2 separate regions of the Gossypium hirsutum genome follow, and region 1 is linked to region 2. Evidence: chromatin contacts called from public Hi-C data. All regions are on one chromosome and are shown on one strand. Each heading gives the region's core, a stretch centred on a gene start, on an enhancer-like site or on the middle of the called end of the contact. The rest is flanking DNA. Distances are from core to core; before and after follow the strand shown. Region 1 holds the start of LOC107922307 (CTP synthase). Region 2 holds the start of LOC121213865 (a long non-coding RNA gene).

Region 1 (4,452 bases), core at 853-3,352, 53 kb before region 2:
CCCAAATAATGTTAGCGATAAAATTTCATTAATCATAAGACCCAAAATAAAGACTAAAAAAAGTTAGCATTGTTACTCTTAAGTACCAAAATATCATAAGACCCAAAATAAAGACAAAAAAAAAGTTAACATTGTTACTCTTAAGTACCAAAATATATAAGTTTTGTCAAATATAAGTAACGTATTAAAATAATTAACACAAATAATATCCCAAAACGAACTACACAAATATATAAACGAATGAAAATCTAAATAAAATTAATTATTAACATATAGAATTATATAAATTTATTATATTTTATAAACATTAAAGAATAAGATAAATAACTTAATTAACTTTATCTCTGATTTAATAAGTGATTGGAAGGAGTAGAAGTGAATTTTTTTCTCAAACATTTGAATCAAATTTAAATTTTAAAATTGCTATTGTTAAAAGAATTTTACCTAAATATCACACAATATTAACCTTAGACAATAAAATAGATGAGTAGCATTTATGGTTATAAAAGAAATTCCCTTCTCAACCGTCTGATTAAAATGACATAATTAGTGCTTTATTGGCGGTTAACCATACTTTCAATTTTCTTAGTTGAAGCTTCTCATTCTTTCATTTAGGGGACAGCTTTTATGGAGGGTTATTGATTTGGGGACTTAAATTATTAAACCAATTTGAATTTTGATAAACATTTATTGATACTTTTATTTTAAAACTTTATCGATGAATACTTATTTTTGAAGTTAAAAAGATAATAAAGAGGATGTGGTACACTTGATTAAATGTTAATTTCATTTCAATGATCTCGTTTATCATTAAAAATATTTTACTAATGCATTTTTATAATTAAATTTAGGAGAGGAATCACTTACATTAGTTTAGCATTAAAGTAATTTTACATTTTTTTTTGTATGTGTTTGTTGTTGAGTTTGTCAATATAATTATACACATTATGCATGTAAAATTTTGAATTGATTCGATTTCTCTATCACATCGATCTAAATATTGTACATGTTACTATTTATTGAATAATTGAAAGTTTTATACATAAAACAAACCGTTAGAATTTTAATTTATGTCAAACTTGACATACATTATCTATATGAATAGAGTATAAAATATGTATGTTAAATCATTAAAATATTAATAGTACAAAAATATATAAAACTTCTTTATTTTTTTTGAGCAATCTTATTATAGATTCTGATCATATTATTTTTTGTGACATAATGCCTAAAACTACCCAAAATCCCTCCCCAACCCAGAAATAGAAGGATAATGTGATTCAGCGCACTTGAATCCATATTTTCCTGCATTGACGACAATGCTCTTACTAATTGAACTAAAACTTAATCGACAAAACTTTTAAAATTACTTTGATACAAGTGAATTCTTCCCTTTTAAATTTATATAAATTAATTTTATTATTCAAAAATTTTATTCAAATCTTACATATAATAATTTTGAAACTAAATCTATGGATAAATAAATCCAAGTTGAATTGAACTAATTTTTTTTTTTGTCAATTCTCAACTTAACTCAACCCATCTTTTCAATCCAATTGAAACAAGCTAGATTATATATATAAACCTAACCTAGCTCTTCAATAGGTTTAGAGGTAAGACATAGGTGGATGTTATAGGTAGGGGTGTTTAAGAAGTTGGGTCACACGATTAGGAAAAGAATTTTATCCTTTACGAGCTCAATTAGGTTAAGTTTGCTGGATTCAAATTATCCATTTTGAGTAATTTAGTTATAAGTTTTGACCATATATACAATATTTTAAATTATCTATAGTCTCTTTTCAGTTCATAGATAAAGAGATAATGTATTTAAAGGTTCTCCTACATTACCAATCGAATCTAATTTTATTTAGATAAAAATTTATTCTTTTTAATAGTAAAAATATTTCAATAATATAAATAAAAACATTAATAAAATTTCAATTTAAACCAAATTTAAATTTAATAATATTGTATTGTTGAATTCAGATTGAAGTAATCTTTAACTCTCGGATAAATCTAAAAGGAAAAGCATGATTTTGTTTATGTTTATTTATTTTATTGTTTAGGTGTATAAAAAAAAAAGAAATAAAAAGGGTAAGGTCGTGGGTTTTGGGCATAGTTTGTTTCCTTCATTCACTCATTCACCCGCCGCCTTGAACTTGAAAAAGCAAAGAGTCAGAGAGGGAGAAAGGGTGTATTACCATTACATACATTATTATTTATATTTATGTCTCTGATTTTGGTTTTTAGTTTCAATTCCATGCATTGCCGCATTTGACATTCTCATTCCAGCAGACGAGAGGAGAGGAGAGGTCTGTTTTTTTTTTCCTTTTCGCGTAATGCTTTGCTTTGGTATTATAAGAAGAGCAAAGCTTCGGTTGGTTGGCTGGCTGGATATTTTATAAGTATCTTCCTTTGATTCTCCTCTATTTTCATTTCATTTGTTATAGCTGCTGGTGCTACAAAGAGAGAAGAAAATGAAGTACGTGCTGGTTACAGGAGGTGTAGTGAGCGGGCTTGGGAAAGGGGTAACTGCCAGTAGCATCGGCCTTCTTCTCAAATCATGCGGCCTTCGTGTCACTTCCATTAAGATTGGTATTTTCTTTTTCTTCTTCTGCAATTCCGATGGTTTCACTCACTTCTTTCTTTTCACGTTATAATAATATGGTCATCTGCAGATCCTTATCTTAACACCGATGCCGGTACAATGTCTCCTTTTGAGCATGGAGAGGTGTTTGTCCTTGATGATGGCGGCGAGGTTATTTTCTTCTATTTATTTTTACATCCATGTTCGATCGAACCTTGATGATGATGATATCGTACATTTGATTTAAGGTGGACCTCGACCTTGGAAACTATGAGCGCTTTCTAGACATCACATTAACGCGTGAGAATAATATAACAACGGGAAAGATTTATCAGGTCTCTTCGCGTTGCTTTCTTCTTTCTTCCATTCCAATTCAAAAACTCTCTCTTCAATCACCATGCTCCTTCTGTTTTTCACAGTCTGTTATTGACAAGGAGAGAAAGGGAGATTATCTTGGCAAGACTGTGCAGGTCCGTTTTTAAGCTTTCCACTCTTCTATCAACAAAATTTCCTATGCATTGCTACCTTATGATTTCCTAATTTAAGTCTCTTGTCTGCTGTAGGTTGTTCCTCACATTACAGATGAAATCCAAGAGTGGATAGAACGTGCTGCAATGATACCAGTCGATGGAAAGGAAGGTCCTGCTGATGTTTGTGTCATTGAATTGGGTGGAACTATAGGTACATTCACTTCATTTCTGTCTGTTTGTTGCAATTCTTGTTCTTATTTTTTTTTTCTTATTTACCACTTTTCTTTATCCAGGGGATATTGAATCTATGCCATTTATTGAAGCCCTTGGTCAATTCTCATACCGTGTAGGTAAGAATAATGTTCTTCTTCCTTATCTGAATTTTGAATGTTATTTTCTCTCAGATGTTCAACTGGTATGATCATAATTCACTTGATGTTTCTTATTTTAGGCACTGGAAATTTCTGTTTGGTTCATGTCAGCCTTGTGCCTGTTCTCAGTGTTGTCGGTGAGCAGGTATACCTAAAGACTGTGTATCTGTTTATACATCAAATTTTGTAAATTGTATATAGATTATAGATCATGTTCTGAAACTTGTTGCATGTAATCAACTTATAAGCTTGATTTGTGCTATTTCTAATTATCTTTATGACAAATTGAAAATAACAGAAAACAAAGCCTACCCAGCATAGTGTTCGGGGACTTAGAGGACTTGGCTTGACCCCAAATATTCTTGCTTGCCGCAGTACAAAGGTTTAACTGTCATTTCTATTATTCAAATGTATACGCTGGTGCTGGTTTTGCATTTCTTATTAATTTTCACTAAGCTTTTCCTTTTTTTCCCCATAGGCACTTGATGACAATGTCAAGGAAAAACTCTCTCAGTTTTGCCATGTGCCGGTAATACAATATGAATGCTATTTGTCTTTCACATTGCTAAAATCAGTAATTACTGTTATTAAGAAAAATGACCTTTTTCCAGGCAGAAAATATTGTCACTCTTTATGATGTTCCAAATATCTGGCACATACCTTTACTATTGAGAGTAAGTTTTTTTAGAACAGTTTTTTGTTTAGTTTATTGTTGTTTAACTTCTCAAACACAAATTGACTGCAGAATGTCCTTTTGTTATTTATATATATATTTTTTCTGATGATGAATAGGATCAAAAGGCACATGAAGCAATCTTGAAAGGACTGAACCTTCTAGGGTCTGCCTTTGAACCCTATATCCACCCCTCTCTTCTTTCTGCTTTTTCTGTTGCATGATCAATCTCCTCTCCCTTTGTTTTCTCTTTATATCTTTGCTGTGATGGGAGTAATTTTTTATTCTGCAGCATCTGGCTGTGGTTTTCCGGGCATTTATATTTGCGTTTCTATGAATTGCAGGATTGCA
Region 2 (4,456 bases), core at 60-2,559:
AAATGAAGAGGTTTCTATTCTTCCAAATTCGTCAGGTAATTATCCCAAAGAGACTCGACCACAACACCCCACGCTCTTGCAAATGCAAATGACAACAAAGGTTAGAAGAAAACCAAATTTGAAAAAGGTCAGAAAAGAACCTGATTTGTTGATCATTTGGATCGATATACATCCACACTTCCTTTGCAGCCACACAATCCCAAAGAACATAGAGAATGTCTTCTATTTCATGGCCACAAATGTAACAAGAGTTGTTGAGACCCAAACCTCGCCTAGTGCGCTCCGAGTTAGTAAGAAATCTTTGCTTATAAGCTAATCAAAGGAAAGTTTGGACTCTTTGAAGGCCTTGATATTTCCAGATGTTCTTCCAAAATGGGTCTTTGGGATTCCAAGACTTTTGTTTTAAAGACCAGAAAGCGTTTCGAACTGAAAAGGAACCTAAAGCTGAAGAAGCCCAAATTATCCTATCTACTCTCGAATTGGGATAGGAGGAGGAATACTAATTATATGTTGAATCAACTCTTCAGGTAACCAACCACGAAATATATCTATATTCCAATATCTATCATGCATGACCATATATTTAAGGGTGCTTTCCATATCCATATTCACGTGAGCAGGGACAAAAGAAAGAAGAGATCTGATTCCTAGGATCCAAGAATTCTTCCAGCAACAAATGCTTGTGCCACTACCCACAGACCAAGCTAAGTTTTCACATAAAAGTGGCCACATCTTAGAAAGAGAGAGCCATAAATGTGACCATTGACTTCTTGCAATAGAATTAGAAAGGTGTTCCTTCAAACCGTATTTTGTGCGAAGCATTCGAACCCATAAAATGTTTTCCTTAGTGATTATGTTGAACCCAATATTCAACAGAAAGGAATTATTGTGATCATGTAAATGTCACAAGCCAAGACCCTCATGAGACATTGGTTGACAAATGAAATCCCACCCAACCAAAGCAAGTTTTAGATGGCCACTAGTAGAACCCCAGATAAATTGTCATACAATCTACTCTATCTCTTCGCAAACTCCTTTTGAAATTAGCGTAGTCTGTATAAAATAATTCGTAATGGTAAGGAGGACAAATTGGGCCAAGATGATCCTTCCAGCAATGGATAATTTCCTTGATTCCCAATTTTGCAGTTTATACCTTACCTTTTCCACTACAAAACTCAAGGTGATTTTCTTGACCCGATCATGAAGAAGAGGTACTCCTAGATAACTCCCAAGGTTTCAAACTTCCTAAAACCCGAAAGTTGATTAATCTGATAACAAATATCCTCTTCAACTCCTTTAGAGAAGTAAATATTGCTTTTCCTTATCTTGTGTTCAGAGAATTCACAGAAGTGATTCAAGATACCTACTGATAAGTGAGCTTGATCTAGCTCCCCCTTGTAGAAAATTACCAAATCATTTGCGAAAAAAAGTGGGATAAAGCAGTCCCCGTTCTTAACAGACGAATTGGACACCACTTACCTTTGTTAATATTTGCACAAATAATATGCCCTAACCACTCCATACATAAAACAAAGAGCTAAGGTGATAATGGGCATCCCTGTCTGATCCCTCTATATAGCTTGAATTTCTAAGTTGGCACTCCATTCCAGAGAATCTGCATAGTCGACAAAGAAATGGCCGTCATAATTACTGAAATAAGAAAATTTGGAATCCCCGCAGCCTGTAACGAAGCACCAATAAAATCCCAACACACTCTGTCATAAGCCTTTTCCAAGTCTAACTTGATCGCCATCTAATTTTTGCCCCTTCCTTTTTTCCGCTTGGAATAGATGACTTCCTAAGCTATAATGACATTATCAGAAATACTTCGTCTAGCAATGAAGTCGGCTTGTTCCTGCGAAATAAGGTTAGGAAACACCATTTTAAATCTATTAGCAATTACTGGCTGAACTTCTCTAGACAGTCTTTCTCTGGAGTAAGAGTATATTTCAATTATGGGTCAATGTTGTTACCATCAAAAACACCTTGAACCCACACACACACTGCATTACCAACGATATCCCATTAACTCTGGAAGAAGTGAGCATGAAAACCATCACTTTCCGGAGCTTTTAGAGGGTTCATGTCAAATAAGGCCTTCTTGATTTCTTCATCAAATATTGCCTTTTCCAAAAACACAATGTCTTGCTCCTTAAGATAAATGAATAAATTGGACGGTAATCCCTTCATGGGCTTTTGGTATTTAACCATAAATTTCTTGAAAAATCTAACTAATTCGGTTTTGAGGATATTCTGATTAGAACACCACTCACCATTATCAATACGTAAAGTTGTGATGCGATTAAATTTCCTCTTTTGGATTGTTCGACTATGGAAAAAGTTGGTATTACAATCCCTAAGCTGAAGCCAATCACACTTAGCTTTTTTCATGATCAAGCAAGTTTTCTAATTCATCAAGAACATCATTCTCTAATTGAAGCAGTCGACTGGAGGCTGAGTGGTCCAAGGCTCTTTGGATATTAAAGAGTGACTTCATAATATTCCTTTTACAAGTACCTATAAAACCGTAAACAGACATATTCCACTCCTTAATGTGATAAGTAAAACCAGAAAGAGAGTTAGCCATATTACCGAAGAAATTCCACTTATCTTTTACAAAAGAAGAAAAATTTGCATGTTTGGTCCAACCAGCAATGAATCTAAAAGGCCTTCCTATAGATGAACGAAAATTCAAATTAGTCCTCAGAAGGATGGGCTTGTGATCAGACTTAATGCACGAAAGGTGAGACACTAGACAATAAGGAAAGGCTGATATCCGAGAATCATTAGCCAGAGCTCGATCAAATCTCTCATATGTTCCCGCTCTTTGCCAAGCAAAGGAAGGGCCAACGTATCCCAAGTCCTACAAATTACATGAATCTATAAAATTGCCAAAGAGGTTACATCTCTTTCCAAAAGAATGAATTTTTTATTATTATTAGGTGATAAAATAGCATTAAAATCACTCATTTAAACAAGGAAAAGGATCATACGGTAAAGCATATTTCAACTCTTCCTAAAGAACTTGTCGTTTCCTCCTGTTTGGACTACCATAAACAAAAGATATAAAAATAGAATTAGGAAAACTGTTACCAGATACACAGAGCAGTATGAATTGTGGGTGATTTTGGATAATTTTAATTTGAATCGAATCCTTCCAACCCACCCAAATTCCTCCTAAAAATCCAATAGCTTCAACACGGTAAGAATTACAAAACCTCAATTTGTCAATGATAAAATTTACATTTTTACCACTAACTCTCAGTTCCAACAAGCACATTATGTCTAGTCCAAATTCTAAATTATATTCCTGAAAAACCTGAATAAATTTACTACTTGTACAACCTTGATAGTTCCACGAGAAAATTGTTAGATTTAAAAACATATAAAAATAATAAAATAAAAATTGAGTAAATAAAGTAAAAATTAAAGGTTTACTGTTTGGAAGGGTCCCGATTATCATGATTCTCCTCCCTCTGGATTGGGTCACTTAAGCCCAAAACTCCATTGGCCTGTGATGAAATGGTCTCAACCAACTCGGTCATTGATTCTCGTAAAAGAATTCGAGAGTTGCCTGCTGCCTTGAATTTGTTCCCCTTCCCTTGAACAACCTTATTAATATTTTTAAAAAATTGAGAGCCTGTTAATCTCTCCCCCGAGCCTTTATCCACAGTTTTTGTCTTTCCTTTCCTTGAAATTGCTTCAGCATCCCCTGCTAACATACCGTTGACTGTTGGTTCTTGGCTTTTTTAAAAAATAATCGTCGAGTGTTTGCTCGAATAAAAACCCATCCCCGATTTGGACGTTGTGACATCCATTGGTTCCTGTGACAAAGGTTTCGACTGCGGAGTAGAAATTATTTTATCTATCATCATGCAATGCAAGGCCATGCGAAGACAACCCAAGAAAAACCCTTCCTCAGTCCATCCTTGGTTGACGAAAGTTTTAGAGCTTGATAGAGTTTTTCCAACAACTTTCATTATCTGACCCTGAAAAACCCGAACACTGTTCAGCCCCAACTCAATAGTCAAAATAAGCCCTAACTCGGTTATGGCCTTCTTCACCTGATCCACATTCCGTGGGCCCTTGACAGCTCCCACTTTAGATTGAGGAATATTGAAAGGCTTATTCTTGGGCACAACGGGCCCAACTCTTGGTTAACTAGAAAGGTGGCTAACAATGGTGGGGTCTGCTAAAGGAATGCTGTTGAATACATTGCCTGGGCCTCTAATAGAAGGTCCAATAGAGTAAAGGCCCGCACTAAAATGGCCAGTTGTACTATCAAGGTTGCCCTCAGGTAAAATGCCTTCACCTTTTTGCCACCTATTATTCTGTCCATTACCAATTAAAAGCCTTAAATCTCGAACCTTCTTTTTTGTTAGCCATAAATCCAGTTCCAGCTTGTGTTGATTCATTTAATTTGCGACGAGTTCTCTTCTCCACGAGCATCTATGGG

The links. Hi-C and Micro-C count contacts between places; a contact is called where the count stands out from the background.
Region 1: a contact with region 2 is called in a Hi-C map of petal, with 4 times the contacts expected there. The contact joins the promoter of LOC107922307 here to the enhancer-like site in region 2. A contact is called at or near these places in 10 of 34 Hi-C or Micro-C datasets (anther, cotyledon, hypocotyl and 3 more).

What each region holds. Positions count from the first base shown.
Region 1 is chrD01:14,832,533-14,836,984 of Gossypium_hirsutum_v2.1, reverse strand. LOC107922307 (CTP synthase) reads left to right here and starts at 2,102. Exons shown (of 22, transcript XM_016852283.2): 1 at 2,102-2,312; 2 at 2,451-2,595; 3 at 2,679-2,758; 4 at 2,836-2,922; 5 at 3,007-3,057; 6 at 3,151-3,268; 7 at 3,351-3,407; 8 at 3,509-3,573; 9 at 3,727-3,810; 10 at 3,907-3,957; 11 at 4,040-4,102; 12 at 4,221-4,267; 13 at 4,446-4,452. The coding sequence starts at 2,478.
Region 2 is chrD01:14,779,069-14,783,524 of Gossypium_hirsutum_v2.1, reverse strand. It overlaps LOC121213865 (a long non-coding RNA gene), which reads right to left and starts at 4,029. Exons shown (of 2, transcript XR_005909346.1): 1 at 3,439-4,029; 2 at 1-2,863. Within about 2 kb of position 1,309, at least 4 of the 9 cell types and tissues checked have an H3K27ac peak or open chromatin away from gene starts, as enhancers often do. A contact at or near this core is called in cotyledon, where this site is marked.